2 separate regions of the Hordeum vulgare genome follow, and region 2 is linked to region 1. A link is a contact called in public Hi-C data. All regions are on one chromosome and are shown on one strand. The core of a region is the stretch at or near the end of the contact, and the rest is flanking DNA. Distances in the headings are between cores, read along the strand shown.

What was found. A called contact is a pair of places that touch in the nucleus more often than the background predicts.
Region 2: a Hi-C map of leaf shows a contact between it and region 1, with 6 times the contacts expected there. The contact joins the enhancer-like site here to the promoter of LOC123403476 in region 1. A contact is called at or near these places in 3 of 6 Hi-C or Micro-C datasets (leaf and seedling) and 1 of 1 datasets of contacts at active chromatin or transcription factors (embryo).

What each region holds. Positions count from the first base shown.
Region 1 is chr6H:470,884,666-470,892,429 of MorexV3_pseudomolecules_assembly, forward strand. It overlaps LOC123403476 (galactan beta-1,4-galactosyltransferase GALS1-like), which reads right to left and starts at 2,750. Exons shown (of 2, transcript XM_045097414.1): 1 at 714-2,750. The coding sequence starts at 2,236.
Region 2 is chr6H:471,084,412-471,092,175 of MorexV3_pseudomolecules_assembly, forward strand. No RefSeq gene overlaps it. Among protein-coding and RNA genes, the nearest start is that of LOC123403476, 200 kb to the left of the region's middle. Within about 2 kb of position 3,625, at least 2 of the 3 cell types and tissues checked have open chromatin away from gene starts, as enhancers often do. A contact at or near this core is called in leaf and seedling, where this site is marked.

The DNA.
Region 1 (7,764 bases), core at 1,500-3,999:
TAAATAATTAATTAATGATGCTTTCCTAAGATCTTTGGCTCAATGGAGAGTGTCTTTAAAGTAATGACCTTTGTTTGTGAAACCAACTGGTGCTTTACAAATATTGTTGGTTCAATGGTGAAAGGTGCAGAACAGAATTTCTTACAGTAATGACCTTTGTTTGTGAAACCAACTGGTGCTTTACAAACATTGTTGGTTCAATGGTGAAAGATGTTGGAGAACCAAATTTGCTTAAGTAATGACCTTTGGTTGTGAAACCTAATGATGCTTTATCTATGCAAAGAAATTTGTTCAGTGATGGAAGCTGGAGAACAAAAGGAGAAGGTGTCAACCGCCATGTTGCCCTAGAGGACTCAATTTGACCAAAGGAAATCTAACCGATTTTTAATTAAAAAGTGAGCAAGGTGAAATCAAGCAGCTCACTGCCCAATTGATCAACAGACTGCATAAACAAGTAACCGCTTTGAGAATGTTTGTTTGTTGGATTAAACAACACAACCAAGGTCCAACGGCTAAAATATATATCTGGGAATGCTACCAAACCGGCAGGACAAATTGTATTTCCTACCACCCTGAACCTGATACTACATCTGAAGCTAAATTTGGGAGGTGGCGTGACAGAGATCTCGCAATCATAAACATAAAATTAAATCGGGAATGGACGAGGCAAGCAGAAATTACTCCAGATACGGGACAGAAATCAAATTACGAACCTTGAGTAATCATTCCTCGGATTCTTGACGCAGAGCTTGGTGGACATGGGATTCTGCTCGATGGTGAACTGCGTGTAGCCCGAGAGCTTGGCGAGCACCTGGTCCAGAGCCTGGCCGTCTGGCAGGTAGAGGTACTCGTCGACGTCGAAGAAGAAGGTCCAATTGGCGGCGTGCCGGTACCGGTGCAGGCAGTCGTTCACCACCAAGAACTGGTTGTAGTAGTAGCTGTCGAACTCGGCCTGCGCCCGGATGTCCTGCACCGTCACCCGCCCCGCCCTGATCCACGGGTCCAGCACCGCCCTCACCTCCGGGCTGACGCCGCCGGCGTCGTGGAAGACGAAGTGCGACCTGGGCCCGAAGAAGTGCGCGTGGTACGCCATCCACTCGCGCATGCGGCTGGCGCTGAGGTTGCCGTAGAGCGAGGAGCCGCAGTAGAGGTAGTCGTGCTGGAACGGCGGGCTGAAGATGGACTCGTCGTAGGAGCCCGGCGCCTCCTCGAGCGCGACGAAGCGCTCGTACCGGCGGGAGGCGGTGGAGTAGTAGGCGTGGACGAGCAGCTTGCCGCCGGCGTTGGCCGCGTTGGGGTTGGCGGGGAAGGTGCAGTTGACGACGACGGTGGTGTAGACGCGGCCGTACCCCCAGTCCGGGAGGATCTTGTAGGCCTTGGTCCGGACGGTGCGCGGCGCCGGGTCGGCGGCGCTCGGGTTGGGCTGCCACTCGCACTTGAAGTAGGGGGTGCCGAACACGTGGGTGGGCTTGGACGCCAGCCCCACGACGGCGAACGTCCGCGGCCCGCCCCGGTACGCGCCCATCTGGACGAACAGCGCCGCCGCGCTGCCGTACGGACGGAGCACCCGCTTGTTTGGGTCGTCCGGGCGCACGGCCGCGTTGCCGGACGGCCGGGGCACCAGCCTTTTCGGCTTCTCCACCCGTGCCACCGCGTTGCCGGACGGCCGGGGCACCGGCCTTTTCGGCTCCTCCGCCCGCGCCACCGCGCTTACATGCGGCCGAAGGAACACCGGTTTGTTCGGCTCCTTCGCGTGCGCCGCCGCGCTTTCGTGCGGCCGAGTGAGCACCGGCTTGGTTGGGTCCTCGGTCCGCGCCGCCGCGCTTTCGTGCGGCCGAGTGAGCACAGGCTTGTTCGGATCCTCCGGCCGCGTCGCCGGCCTCGCCAGCCGCATCGGAACAGTGCCGACGGCGGGGGTGTCCGGAGCCGACGTCGTCCCCGGTGTGCTTTTTGTGGCCGTGTCGGAGGACGTCGAGTTGGCGGAGTGGACCTCCGTGTTGTTGTTGCTGATCCTAATACCGGCGGCGGAGGTTGTGGCGAGTGGGAGGGCGCAGGGCGGCGCGGAGGCGGAGGAGCGTGCGGCGGCGAGGAGGGTGCCGTAGGGCTGGAGCTGCCACAATGCGACGAAGAGCGTGAGGAAGGCGAGCGAGGCGACGAAGAGCTTCATGTCCACGCACGGGACGGCCACGAACGCTCCACCGCCACCGCCGCCTCCTCCCGCGTCTTTCTTCTTCATGGCACGGGCACGACCACGAGCACGGGCACGACCCTGCAATCCAAACGACCACCAACTCGCCGATCCGCCCGCGCGGCCGGCGGTCCGCGAAGACGGGCCGTGCTCCGGTTGCGCGCCGCGCTTTCCCTCCACCGTCCGTCCTCCTTCCTCGTTATCTTTCCCGGGAACGGGCTCGGGTACGGGCGCAGGAGGCTCGGTGGGCTGTAGTAAAAGGCAAGAGGGGGCCGAGATGCGGGGAATGTGGGGGGTGACGGGGGGGAGAGGAAGGTGGCGGGAATCGACGGGGTCGGTGGGTTGTCGACGGGAGAGGGGATTGTTCTGGGCGCTGCGGGTGAGAGTAGGGGAGGCGGGGGGCGGCGCCGCGAAGCAACAGTCAAGGCTGGCTGGCTGGCTGGCTGTGGCTGGATCGGGGCAGGGGAAGGAAGAAATGAAGTCAGTGGTTTAACCGCCGATCCGCGCGGTTCGTAACGCAGCCCACCAACCGCGTTCGTAGGGCGTCGTGGCCGGCTGGCGGTGAAGAAGTTTTCGGAAGGAAATCAAGGCCCGCGGCCGGACAACGCGGTGCCTCAACGGGCGCCACTTCGGCGCGGACCCGTCGCAAGCAACAGCGCGACGCGCCTCCCTGGATTCGTCTCCGGTAGAAAAGCCGTCGCCGCCTGCACGGTCTCGCCTCAGGCAGTACGCACGCACGCACGTGGTTGATAACCAGCTCGTCTGTGCGTTCACAACAATGGGCTTGCGTATGTATACACTTACGTCTGTATTTTTTTTATAACACACCCGCTTTATAAATCATGACATAATGTCCATACAAATAGTTTCTCGGATGCATTCCGGAGACACATCACGCCAAACACGTCACCCTAGCTGATTATAAGATCGAGCCAACAAATGTGCAACAACATTTTGTTCCCGACGTACATGAAATATAGAATAACTAGTGAACGAAGTTCTAAGTTGCTTGATGTCTTGAATCACAGGACCACAAAAAGATCGATCCAGGCTCGGCGAATTAATACGTTGAACAACCGTCAAACAATCAGAAGCAAGTAAGACCTCCTGTAGACCTTCACTCAATACAAATTGCAAGCCTCTCTCGATTGCAATTGCCTCCGCTAGCTCAGGAAGGATTACCTCAGGAACACCAATACCACAACAAACAATGTAAGAACCCGAATGCTCTCGCATCATCACACCTGCCCCCATGCTCCTCGCATTGGTAAAAAGGGCAACGTCAACGTTTATCATCATCTTACCTGGCGGCGGCGGAACCCAGGATGCTGTTGTATAGGGTTCACGCCTATGGTTGGTTTTGGTATTGAACAAATGCTCCACTATCATGTCAACATATGCTTTAATTTTCAGAGCAAGACTAGAAGGATGCTGATTAATATTTTCTTCTTGGAGTTTGTTACGAGCATCCCAAATATGCTAGCACATGACCGCAAGAACTGTAGCAGCAAGATCATAGCAACGAGCCATAAAATCAAAGATCCATGTTTTACAATTTGTGAACCCTTTCCGACAAAGATGCACGTTGAAGTAATCTTTGACATCAGACCAAACAGCTCGTGCATATGGGCAAAAAAGCAATCCATGTTCAATGTGCTCATCAGCAGAACAATGGACACAAACCTTAGATGCAGGAATATGTCTCCGGTGTAGCTGCATTCCCGTTGGCAAGCAATCATGAGCGAACCTCCATATAGTTATCAACATTTTCCCCGGCGCCTTGATCGCCCAAATTTTGTTCCAGGAGGTGGCTTCACTTTGGAGATTAGACGGCATACCACGGCCCGTATTGCTACAAGAGGAAATCATCTTTGTCATCCTGGCCAACTAATATGCAGACCGGACCGAGTATGTGCCAGAACGAGTATGCGACACGATACAAAGTGAGTGTCACCAAAACGACTGATGGGAAGTTGAAGCACTTGATCCGCAATTGATTCCTCGACGACTGATCAGACCAGATGTATGTTCCAAGTAAAACCATCATCATCAAAGAGAGAGTTCACCTTCTGCCGTCCGAGAGAGGAGATAGCAAATGCAAAAACTGAGGTCTCACTCCAGGAGTCCAATTATCCTCCAGGATCTTGATTGTGGCACCATTACCCACACCCCATCGGACTCCTCTTTTGACAAGATCCATGCCATGAAGTATGCTCCGCCAAGTATAGGAAGCAGACCGTGGACATTTAGCATCCCAGAAGTCTGTATTTGGGAAAATAACGTCCCTTAAGAACACGAGTACAAAGGGAATTTGGTTCTGTGAGTAACTGCCAACATTGTTTGCCTAACATTGCTTGATTAAACATGCTCATATCTCTGAAACCAAGACCTCCCATAGCTTTTGGACATGTCAGCCAGTCCCATGATCGCTAATGCATCTTCCTTTTACCATCAGCAAAACCCCACCATTGATTAGCAATAGCTCTCCTCATTTGCTCACATGTACCAACAGGTATAAGGAACATCTCATCACGTATGTTGGAATCGCCTGAATCACAGATTTTAATAAAATCTCCACTCCTTTCCTAGATAATGGTCGATCAGACATACCGTTGATGCGCTTCCACATCCGATCATACAAATATCTGAACGTCATGGTAGTTGATCGCCCCACTTCGGTTCGCATACCAAGATATGAATCTTGGAGAGACTCATTAAAGACGCCAAGTATATGTTTAACCTCATTCTTGATCACCTCCGGGCAACCATTACCAAAGAATATAGATGATTTATCCGGATTAATCTTTTGTCCAGAACCCTCACAATAGAGATGAAGGGTATGTTTCAAAGCTTCCACACTCCTCCTGTCACTTCTTCCAAAGAAGATGTTGTCATCTGCAAACAGTAAATGGGAAATAGCAGGGCCAAGTCGGCCATTTTTAATACCATGTAGCACACCTTGATCCTCCTGATGTTTGAGAAGACATGACAGCCCTTCAGTACAAAGAAGAAAAAGATAGGGGCTGATTGGATCACCTTGACATATACCCCGGGTTGGCACCACAGGCTCTGTGAGATCTCCGTTGACACGGAGAGCATAACAGGAAGAAGTAACACACCTCATAACCGAGTGTATGCATGAATCAACAAAACCCAAACGAGAGAGGCAGCCACGAAGAGAATTCCACTCAACACGGTCATATGCTTTCATCATATCGATCTTGAGAGCAAAGTAAGACTTCTTCACTCTTTGAGATCTTATCGTATGTAAACTTTCAAAAGCAATAAGAGCATTATCCGTGATAAGACGACCAGGAATGAAGGCACTTTGATTCTCTGAAATCACCTCGGGCAGAAAAACTTTAAGTCGATTTGAGAGTACCTTCGAGGCGATCTTGTAAAGGACATTGCACAGACTGATTGGCTGGAAGTTCTTGAGATGTTGTGGGTTATTAATCTTCGGAATGAGCACAATCACTGAATCACAAAACCAGCAGGGATGGTTCCTCCATTCAAGAAACTTCGGATAGCGCTACAAATTTCCGTCTGCAGGAAGTCCCAATGTGTTTGATAAAAAAGAGTCGGGAAACCATCCGATCCAGGTGCCTTCGTGGGGCCCATTTGAAACAAAGCGGTATTGATTTCATCATCCGTATACTCTTTGCAAAGAGCCTCATTCATCTCATTAGTGATCTTGCGAGGAATAGCATCAAGGACAGAAGCAGCTGATGGACATGGTTCCGAACTGAATAAATGACCATAAAAATGGTGGACCATACCTTTGATCTCGTCCATATCATCAAATTTGGATCCATCATCACGGGAAAGGCTGGTAATTCTATTAGTGCACCTCCTCACTGAAGCCCGTGCATGAAAGAACGCAATATTTTTATCTCGATTATCACATGTGGACTGCAGGGACATAGAGTTGTCCCGCCCTTCAACCCAAGCATTTTCCATTACTTCCCTATAATCTGGTGCTCTAAGCCAAGCCGCTTCAAACCAAAATTGTTGTTGCACCGGCGTTGCTCGCACCTCCTCAGCTAGTGTAGATAGCTTGACTGAAATGGCAAAATGGTCAGACGAAGTAGTGATTACATTTTCCACCCTGAAATTGTTGAACAGTTCCATGAATTCGCCATTTGCCACAGCTCTATCAAGCCTGACCCTCACCAGACCATCTCCAACCTGTCTATTATTCCATGTATATTTTGGGCCAGTGAACCCCAAATCCACCAATCCGCACTCATCCAAACAATCACGGAACAGAGACATTTGAGCATCTGATCGGTCGGTGGCCCCAAGATGTTCGTCACCGCAAAGGACCTCATTAAAATCTACGCAATAAATCCACGGACCCCTCCATTCTGAGCACAGCCGAGATAACAACCTCCAAAAATCATGACGCAAATCACGGCGAGGCTCGCCATACACAAAAGTTCCACGCCAGGGAGTGCAATCTTCCTTTGATATTACCACATCAATACAATGAGATTAAAACCCTTAAGAGATACAATGTATGCATGTTGACAGAATAAAGCTAAACCTCCAGTGAGACCAACACTGCTAACAGCAAAGCTACCCGAATATCCGAGAGACCACATGAAATTTTGAACCCTAGAATCCTTCATCTTCGTTTCGGAGAGGAAGAGGAAGGAAGGTCGGAAGAACCTCACTAACTAGCGAAGCTCACCAACTGTCGAGTCCGACCCAAGCCCTCGACAGTTCCAGCATAATAGATTCATTGCGTCTCGCAGGGCTGCACCGCAGCCTCTCCTTGATTTGTCGATCGGGTTGATGTGGAAGTTCTCTGCTTCTTGTTAGTCTCTACCGCTGGAAGCTGGCCATCCTCAGTCGTGGCGGGCTGAACGGCGGCCTGTGTCCCCCTTGCTACTAACCAGAACCATGGGCAGTGGGGAAGTTTCCTGCTCTTCTTGCGGCACCTGCACTTTCGGCTCATACACCTTACGTTTATGTCCACTAATCTGAGCCAGTTTTCCTGAACCCGCGCTGCCTGTCGTGCCATCTAACATCAACTTATTCATATCCGTAGATGCAGTGATCTTAGCACGATGAGCCCTTTGCTTCCTTGGTTTCGGAGTTGGATTACCCTCACCCGCAGTCTCCTTACCACGCGCCCTAGACGGCGCATTATTTGGTGCATGATGGGGTTATAGTCCTAGGGTAGGGTCATAGGCCTGCCCTGTAAGTCCTACCCAAGGACTACCCCCCATAAGGGACAAGGCCCTTAGTCGGTTCCGACTGAACTAAGGAGTTTCCATCATCCAGTCAGTAACAGGCCCTCGACCACCCAGTCGGAGACTAGCATTCGGAGAATATCAAACTAACCGACTGGATTCCACTCCGTACGTCGTAACCCCCGTGGAGGGAAACGGTCGTACGTTTCCAGGTGCATTTATTAGCATTTAGGACGTGCGTTACCTATAACGTAGGCATTCAATCGCCACTACTCCACCCCTGTATCAGAACCGTTGTGGAGGGCAGCACACTCTATATAAGCCACCCTCCCCCGCTGGTGCAGGGGTTAGCAAATCATTGTATTCCATATTCCACTC
Region 2 (7,764 bases), core at 2,375-4,874, 200 kb after region 1:
ACCTTGCTGCACTTATTGTTACTATTGCTAGTCGTTGCCTGTTACAGTTATCTTGCTATCAAACAATTTGCTACCGCTATTTCAGTGCTTGCAGAAATTACCATATTGAAAACCGATTGTCATTTCCTTCTGCTCCTCATTGAGTTCGACACTCTTAATTATTGAAAGAACTGCGGTTGATCCCCTATACTTGTGGGTCATCACGGGTAACTATATTAAGTCGTGGGTGGACCGGTGCTAAGGTGTTGTTCTTACTTGAACAAACAACCAACTTATGATTACCCTCTCTCGCAAGCATCCGCAACTACGAAAAAAGAATTAAGATAAATCTAACCATAGCATTAAATGTGTTGATCCAAATGAGCCCCTGATGAAGCAACACATAAACTAGGGTTTATGCTTATGTCACTCTCGCAACCCATCATCTACTTGTTACTCCACAATGACTTCCCTTTGCTCGATAACATGGTGAAGTGTCATGTAGTCGGCGTTCACATGACACCACTAAGAGAAGTAACAACATACATATCATCACAATATCGAACAAATACCAACTTTATATGATTACTTATAACAAGACTTCTCCCATGTCCTCAGAAACAATAGTTACTACTCACACCTCATCAACATGTTCAAGATCAAAGGTGTAATAATAATAATAATAATAAAGGAAATGAACATAACATCTTCCACCAAGTAATCCAACAAGCATCAACTACAAGATATAATCAACACAACTAGTAACCCACATGTACCAATATAAGGTTTTGAGACAAAGATTGAATACAAGAGATGAACTAGGGTTGCAGATGAGATGATGATGTTGAATATGTTGATGAAGATTGGTCCTCCCACGAAGGAGGAAGAACTGGTGCTAATGTTGGCTTCGATTTCCCCCTCCTAAAGGGAAGTATCCCCAGCAGAATCTGTCGACTGAAAAGCAAAAGGGTCTCTGCCCAGGTTTCCGCCTCGATATGGCGACGCTTCATCCCGAAAGGTTATTTATAATTTATTTTTCTAGATCAAAACACACCATATAGGAGAAGGGGGACGTCAGAGGGCTAGGAGGGGGCCCACAAGCCATCAGGACGTGGCGAGCGGGGTGGTCGCGTCCTGTTGGCTTGTGACCAGCAAGTGCCCCCCTATGGTATGCTTTTGGCCCAATAATTGAAATATTTCAGAAAAATCTCCGTAAAGTTTCACAACATTTGGAGTTTGCTGATTTTCCTGTCTTTTTCACGGTTTTCTCATCCAAGATTCCAGTTTTCAGATATTTCCCTCTTTGTGATGTATCTTGCATATTCAAAGAGAAATGCTATAAGAATTGTATGATAATAAGGGAATGACGGACAAGAATAACATAAACATCAATAATAATGTATGATGCAAAATAAACATATCAGTTGGACCCACATATCTATATATCACGCTTCTCGAGGCGGTGGACGTCTAAGCTTCAGTCGCTCGCAACACGTGTATCGCGCAAGCTGTCGAGCATTTGGGAAATATTATATCTTGCTTCTTTTAGGGGTTATATCTGGCTTAATGCGAGCACCACACTGAACTCACCAATGTGCCTTGAGAAAATGATCCGACCTAGGCTACCCATTTTTCTTTTATTTTCTCGCACAATCGTGTGGACCAAAGGGCTGCTACGTTTTGTTTTTCATTTCATGTGCTCGCTCAGTTGTTAAAATTGTGGGATCGTAGGCGTACATACCTTTATTTTTTCCATGTCCATTTATTTTAACCATAATTTCTTTCGCCAATTTTATGATCCGATTTTTCTATTTTTTTGATTTTGTATTTCTTTACTTTTCTTGTTCCATTCCCTATTTTTATTTTAATTTTCAAATAGTTTTTTAGTTCTATATATTTTGTTTTATTATTTCCACCTTTTTGTTTTCGTCTCTCCATTCTATATTTCAATTTTAATTTACATTAATGGGAACAATGCATTTTTATATGAGTAATGCTTGTTCAACATACATTTAAAAATTGCTTATATTGTAAATTAAAAAAATATTATGGTGTATTCAAAAGTTGGCCTCTTTTTCAGCTTACGTTTTCTTTTTTCCTACTCCCATTTTATATTTCCTTTCCTATTTTATTTACATCTTTATGTTTCATTTTGGCTTGTTGAAATAAGTATTTAGTAAATCACTTTTTGGAAATAAGTATTAAATAAATCACATGTTTGAAATATGTATTTTCATGTATCTCAAATAATGATTATCATTTAAAAAACAAATATTTGAAAAAAGTATTTATTTTTTAGCTGGTTGAAATAACTGCCCATGTATATTTTAAAATATATTTGTGTATTGTACCTAACAGAATAGAGGGAAATAAAACAACGTTACTTTTTAGACAAACATGTCGGCTTTCTTTTAGAGCATACACACATTTAGTTTAGGGAAGCACATAATTTATTTAAGGTTTACCGGTATTTTAGTAAAACGAAAGAAATATTTTTTTTAAATGTGCGTCAATAAGAAATCGAACACCGAACCTTCACACAAGGCATGCTAGATGCCCAACAAACACTGGACTTGATAAGTGACACACATGTGACACGAATATATGGCAACTCTAAACATATTTTATGGCAAGTTTAGCAACATAACTGTTGTTGTAAAAACGGTCAAGGCCAGAGTGCTTCGTGCCATGCATGTGGCACTTATCATTTGAGTTTTCTATTCAGATGGCAACGTTAGCTCTGTAAAACAACATCAGGGCGGGGAGTGCTTTCGGCCACTCATGCGGTATTATCATTTGGGTTTTCTTTTCAGATGGCAACTTAAGTTGTAAAAAAGTCAAGGCCGGAGTGCTTCGTGCCACACGTATGACATTTACCATTTGGTTGAAAATTTAGGTCAATAACACTTTGTGCTAACAGTCTACATCCAAATAAAATGTGTATTCATTTGATGAGAGTCAAAATTTTGAAAGATTACCTTAAATAGTGTGGGTTTTGTCGCATATGAGGCGTTGAACTGACAGCCTCAATGGTTCTTCTTCTTTTATCTATACCTACTAATAAAAGAAATAGGTATTTTAGTCCGTCTTGCTATTTTATAGAAAACCCCTGATGTTTCTAACATTAAATCCGCAGTATATATTAAATGTTTTTTAAAATACTTATATCTTTTGAACCGTAACTCTAAATTTAACATGTTATATATGAAATTTGATTAGAAAAACTTGTAGAATTTAAATATGATTTTATTTTACATTTAATAAAAAATTATCTAGGATGCAATTTTAATAAATAATTCGTTATCCGTCTTTCTTTCATACCGGTACTAATCCGAATTGGGGATGAACACGTCAACAAAGTCAGGATTGAAGATGAAATTGAAGGTCACTTGCCCGTTTCTTTATATGCATTAAATCTAAATGCAAATCGTGTCAAAATAGAAGACCTGTGGAATCTTGATCTGAACTTTTGTAGGATAAGACCATACTGTTTGTGCCGTAACTACGAAGTCTCAGATTATATAACATTTTTTATAAACTAAAAGTGTATGGGTTTTTTTCTCTCGTTGCAACGCATGGGCCTTTTTGCTAGTAACTATCCTACGCATACATTGTAGCACAGATTTCCCGTATGGGCCAGCCCACACGAGCTCTTGTATGGTGTGCACATTTTTGGAAAACCCTATTCGCCGCTCTATGCGAAGCGGTGTCGGGGCTTCGCACATAGCGGAACGGGGTCGATTTTTAATGAGCTAGCCCGTTTAGCGGTGTTGCAGCACCTAGTTTTTGGAACCTTCTAGAGGTTTCCAGCTAGTTTTTTCAGGTTTTAGAAAACTTCTAGAAGGTTCCCTTAGTTTTTGTTTTTCTTATTCGTTTTTTTTCAGTTTCAAATAATGCTCTACATTTTTAAAAAAAACTTTTGGATTTTTAAAAAATGTTATATATTTTAAGAAAATGTTCTATATTATGAATTGTTCGCACTTCCAAATTTGTTCAGGATTTTTCAAAATTATTCTCAGTTTCAATTTTTTTATCAAAATTCAAATAATGATGATGCTTTAAAATTTTGTCCGTGCTTCTAAATTTGTTTGGGAATTTTCAAAATTGTTCTCCGTTCCAAAATTTTGTTCTCAAGATTCAAAAAATATTTGTGCTTTAAAAAACTTGTTCGCGCTTCCAAATTTGTTCATGATTTTTCTAAAATGTTCTCGGTTTCAAAATTTGTTCAAAATTTCAGAAAATGTTCGTGCTTTAAAAAATTGTTCGCGCTTTCAAATTTGTTCAGGGATTTTCAAAATTGTTTTCTTTTTCGAAATTTTGATCTCAATATTCAAAAAATGTTCCTGCTTTGAAAAATTGTTTGTGCTTCCAAATTTGTTCATGTTTTTGAAAATTGTTCTCGATTTCAAATATTGTTCACAAATTTCAAAAACTGTTTGTGCTTTAAAAATTTGTTCGTGCTTTCAAATTTGTTCGGATTTCTCAAAATTGTTCTCCTTTTTAAAATTTTGTTCTCAAGATTGAAAAAATGTTCATGCTGTAAAAAATTGTTTGCCCTTCCAAATTTGTTCACGATTTTTCAAAATTATTATTAAAATCTGAAAAATATTTTTTGCTTCAAATACAAAAATAAAAGGAAAAAAGGAAAGAAAAAACGAACCAAAATAAATGTTTTCATTTTGAAAATTTGTTCTCATGATTCCAAAAAAGTTCGTTCTTTTAAAATTTTCTTCACATTTCCAAATTTGTTTGTGGTTTTGAAAATTGTTCTCCATTTCAAAAGTTAGTTCTCAATATTCAAAAAAATTGTGCTTTAAAAAATTGTTCAGTATTTTTCAGAGTTGTTCTAGATTTTAAAATTTGTTATCAAGGTTCAAAAAATGTTCATGCTTTAAAAAAATGTTCGTGCTTTCAGATTTGTTCTCTGATTAAAAAACATTAGTGTTTTTGAAAAATGATTGAAAATTTCAACGTTTGTTCATTTTGATTAAAAAAGAAAATAAGGAAAACAGAAAGAAAAAGAGCCAAAAAAGGAAAAAGCCGAAAAGAAAAAAGAAATAGAAAAAAAGGAAATCATCCATTTTTTGTTAAAAAAAAAAGAAGGGCCGGTCCAGTCGGGCGCCCCTCTGTGCATGGGAGCGATCCCCTTGCGCAGCGAGCGACGGGTAGGAGTTCCCCACATTTTCACTACTTACCTTGCTTTACCGAAATCACTAATTAAAGGGTAGGCATTGAAAAGATCATTCCCATCTTTTTTGTTAGTGACAAATGAAGCACTAAATGTGTGCTGACAACCTGCAGGCACTACAACCTGCATGTGTTTGCCTTTCTCGTAAATTCATTTTTTAAGTGTTTAAATTTTAAACCGTGCGTTAAAATCCCGTTCGCCATTGGGTTTCCCACTTTAAGATCTTTGAATTGGATCCCATGCTAATAGTCTTGGATGAGTGTGCTTCACGCAGAAGCATAAATGTGTTTAACTTTACGAGAAGCATGAATGTGCTTCACGCAGAAGCATAAACGTGTTTCATCGTAAATCACACATCTGTTTTCACTTTTTGGAAACCACATGCGTTTTTACTATCCGAAAGCACATATGCGCTTCACGTGAAAGCACACCTTTGCTTTTTCACAATGTGTGGTTCATGTGATTTTTTCAGGAAAATCTAGAAAACCAAACATATTTCCAAGGCCCCAAAAAAAGCGAGCATAAAGTGCAACGCATGGCAGCATTGGTTTGCAGTACCTCATGGTTGGAAACGGTCCCTGCAGGCTTTAGTCCATCCCATTGGTGGGATAGGAAGTCCCCATAACATCGAGCAAACACTCACTTCACCTTCATGTTGGGCTCCTTCATGCTGCCCCTTTTTCATTTTCGTTCACTGATCTTTCAATACACTAATAAAAATTTAAATGTTCATTCATTCATATATTCACTAGTGGAGCAATTGTATGGGGCGTGCTTATGTCTCGCTTGTTACAAGATATAAGGCAGCCTCACTTAGAGAACGCTCTACTAGGCCAGCCCGATGCATGGTGGGCACGCCACATCCTCAATTTTCCTCATTTCATTTTTTCTTTGATTTCGCTATCCTTTTTCATTTTTATTACTTTTAAATATTTCAAATATATATTATAAAAAACACCTTCTCATGAAATATTTGAAAATTTTAATCAGCAAAAATGTTTCTCATGTCTATGAAAATGTAAAAAAAAGAATATATATGCAAATATTTATTGTGTATTTAAAAAATGTTAATCAAGGAATTGAATATTTTTAATCACTAATTTATTATTGTTAGCCAATCATTTGAAAAATGTTAAATATGTGTTGAAACAATGTTTCTCAAGTATATGAAAAATACACAATGCATATAAAAAACGTCATCATGTATTTACGAAATGTTAGTCAAGCATTAGCAAAACAATCTTAATAAGTATTTGAAAATTTTAATCAAGCATAATATTTCTCATCTATATGAATTATGTATACATAAAATATACTTGTATGAAAAAGTTTATCATATATTCAAAATATGTTAATTACGTATTTGACACATGTCAATCAAGCATTCTAAAAAATAATTTTGAATTGAAGAAATAATCTCATGTATACCATTGATGTATACAAAAATATACAATGTGTATAAAAATGTTGATTGTGTATTTGCAAAAGTTAAAACCATGCACAAAATATTCGTGGCATATGCGGAAAAAATATAGAGCGTATGTTCAACAAAGTGGGCATAAGAAAACAATATATTTTTGAAAAAATAACCCCGTATATAAATATATTGCTGATGTATACAAAAAATTATTCATTGTGTCTGAAAGAAATTTTATTGCCATTAGAAAATGTTCATCATGTATCGGAAAATTGGTCACCCTGGATTTTAAAAAGTGTTCAAGACTTGCATCTAACAAAAAATATAGATCACATATTCTAAAAATGTTCAACGTATGCTGTCAATATATACGTTGTGTACTGAGAAAAGTAGTCATATGTTAAATAAAAATAATCCAATAAATACCGAAAAGAAGCAAAGATAACCAACAAAAAGAAATAATTAAAAGCGAGAAAACCCAAAGAGAAACAAAGGGAAAAGGGAAAAGGGAAAATAAAAGCAGCAGAACAGCAATTAAAAGGAGTGAAAAGGTAAAAAACCAAAAAAGAAACCAAGAAAAAATGAAAACCAAAAAAGAAACAAAAATACAAAAAAAACATGAAGAAAACCAATGCAAAAGAATGAATACATTGAAAATGAGAAAAAACAAAGAAATACAAAGAAACTGATGAAAAACTTGAAAGGAACAAAAAAACTATGAAAATTGAGTAAAAGATAAAGAGAAAAAATCCACTCACAACGAAGAAATAAACAAAGAGAACCGTGGAAAAACCAAGGAAAAAGAAAATAAAAAAGCAATTAAAAAGAAAGAAAATTGCAAACAACAATGACTAATAAAAAAATAAAAGTGCAAATGAGGAAGAAATAAAGAATATCGTAAGAAAATTATTAAAAGAAAGCGAAAGAAAAACAAGTCGGTCCATGACAAACACAACAAGAGCGAAACAAAAATAAGTATGCAAGCCTGCTAGAGAGCTCCTTCCTAGCCCACCAATTGTAGGTAGGTCCGCAAAAGCACGAGCAGATTGCTTGGGGCACGTTTTGGTTACATTCTTTGCAGGGCCTGGCTAAGAGAAAAAAATGAGCCACGCTCAATAGGGCATGGTTATGAAAACGAGGCAAAAATACGACTTTTTCAAGTAGTTTGGTTGCCTCCATA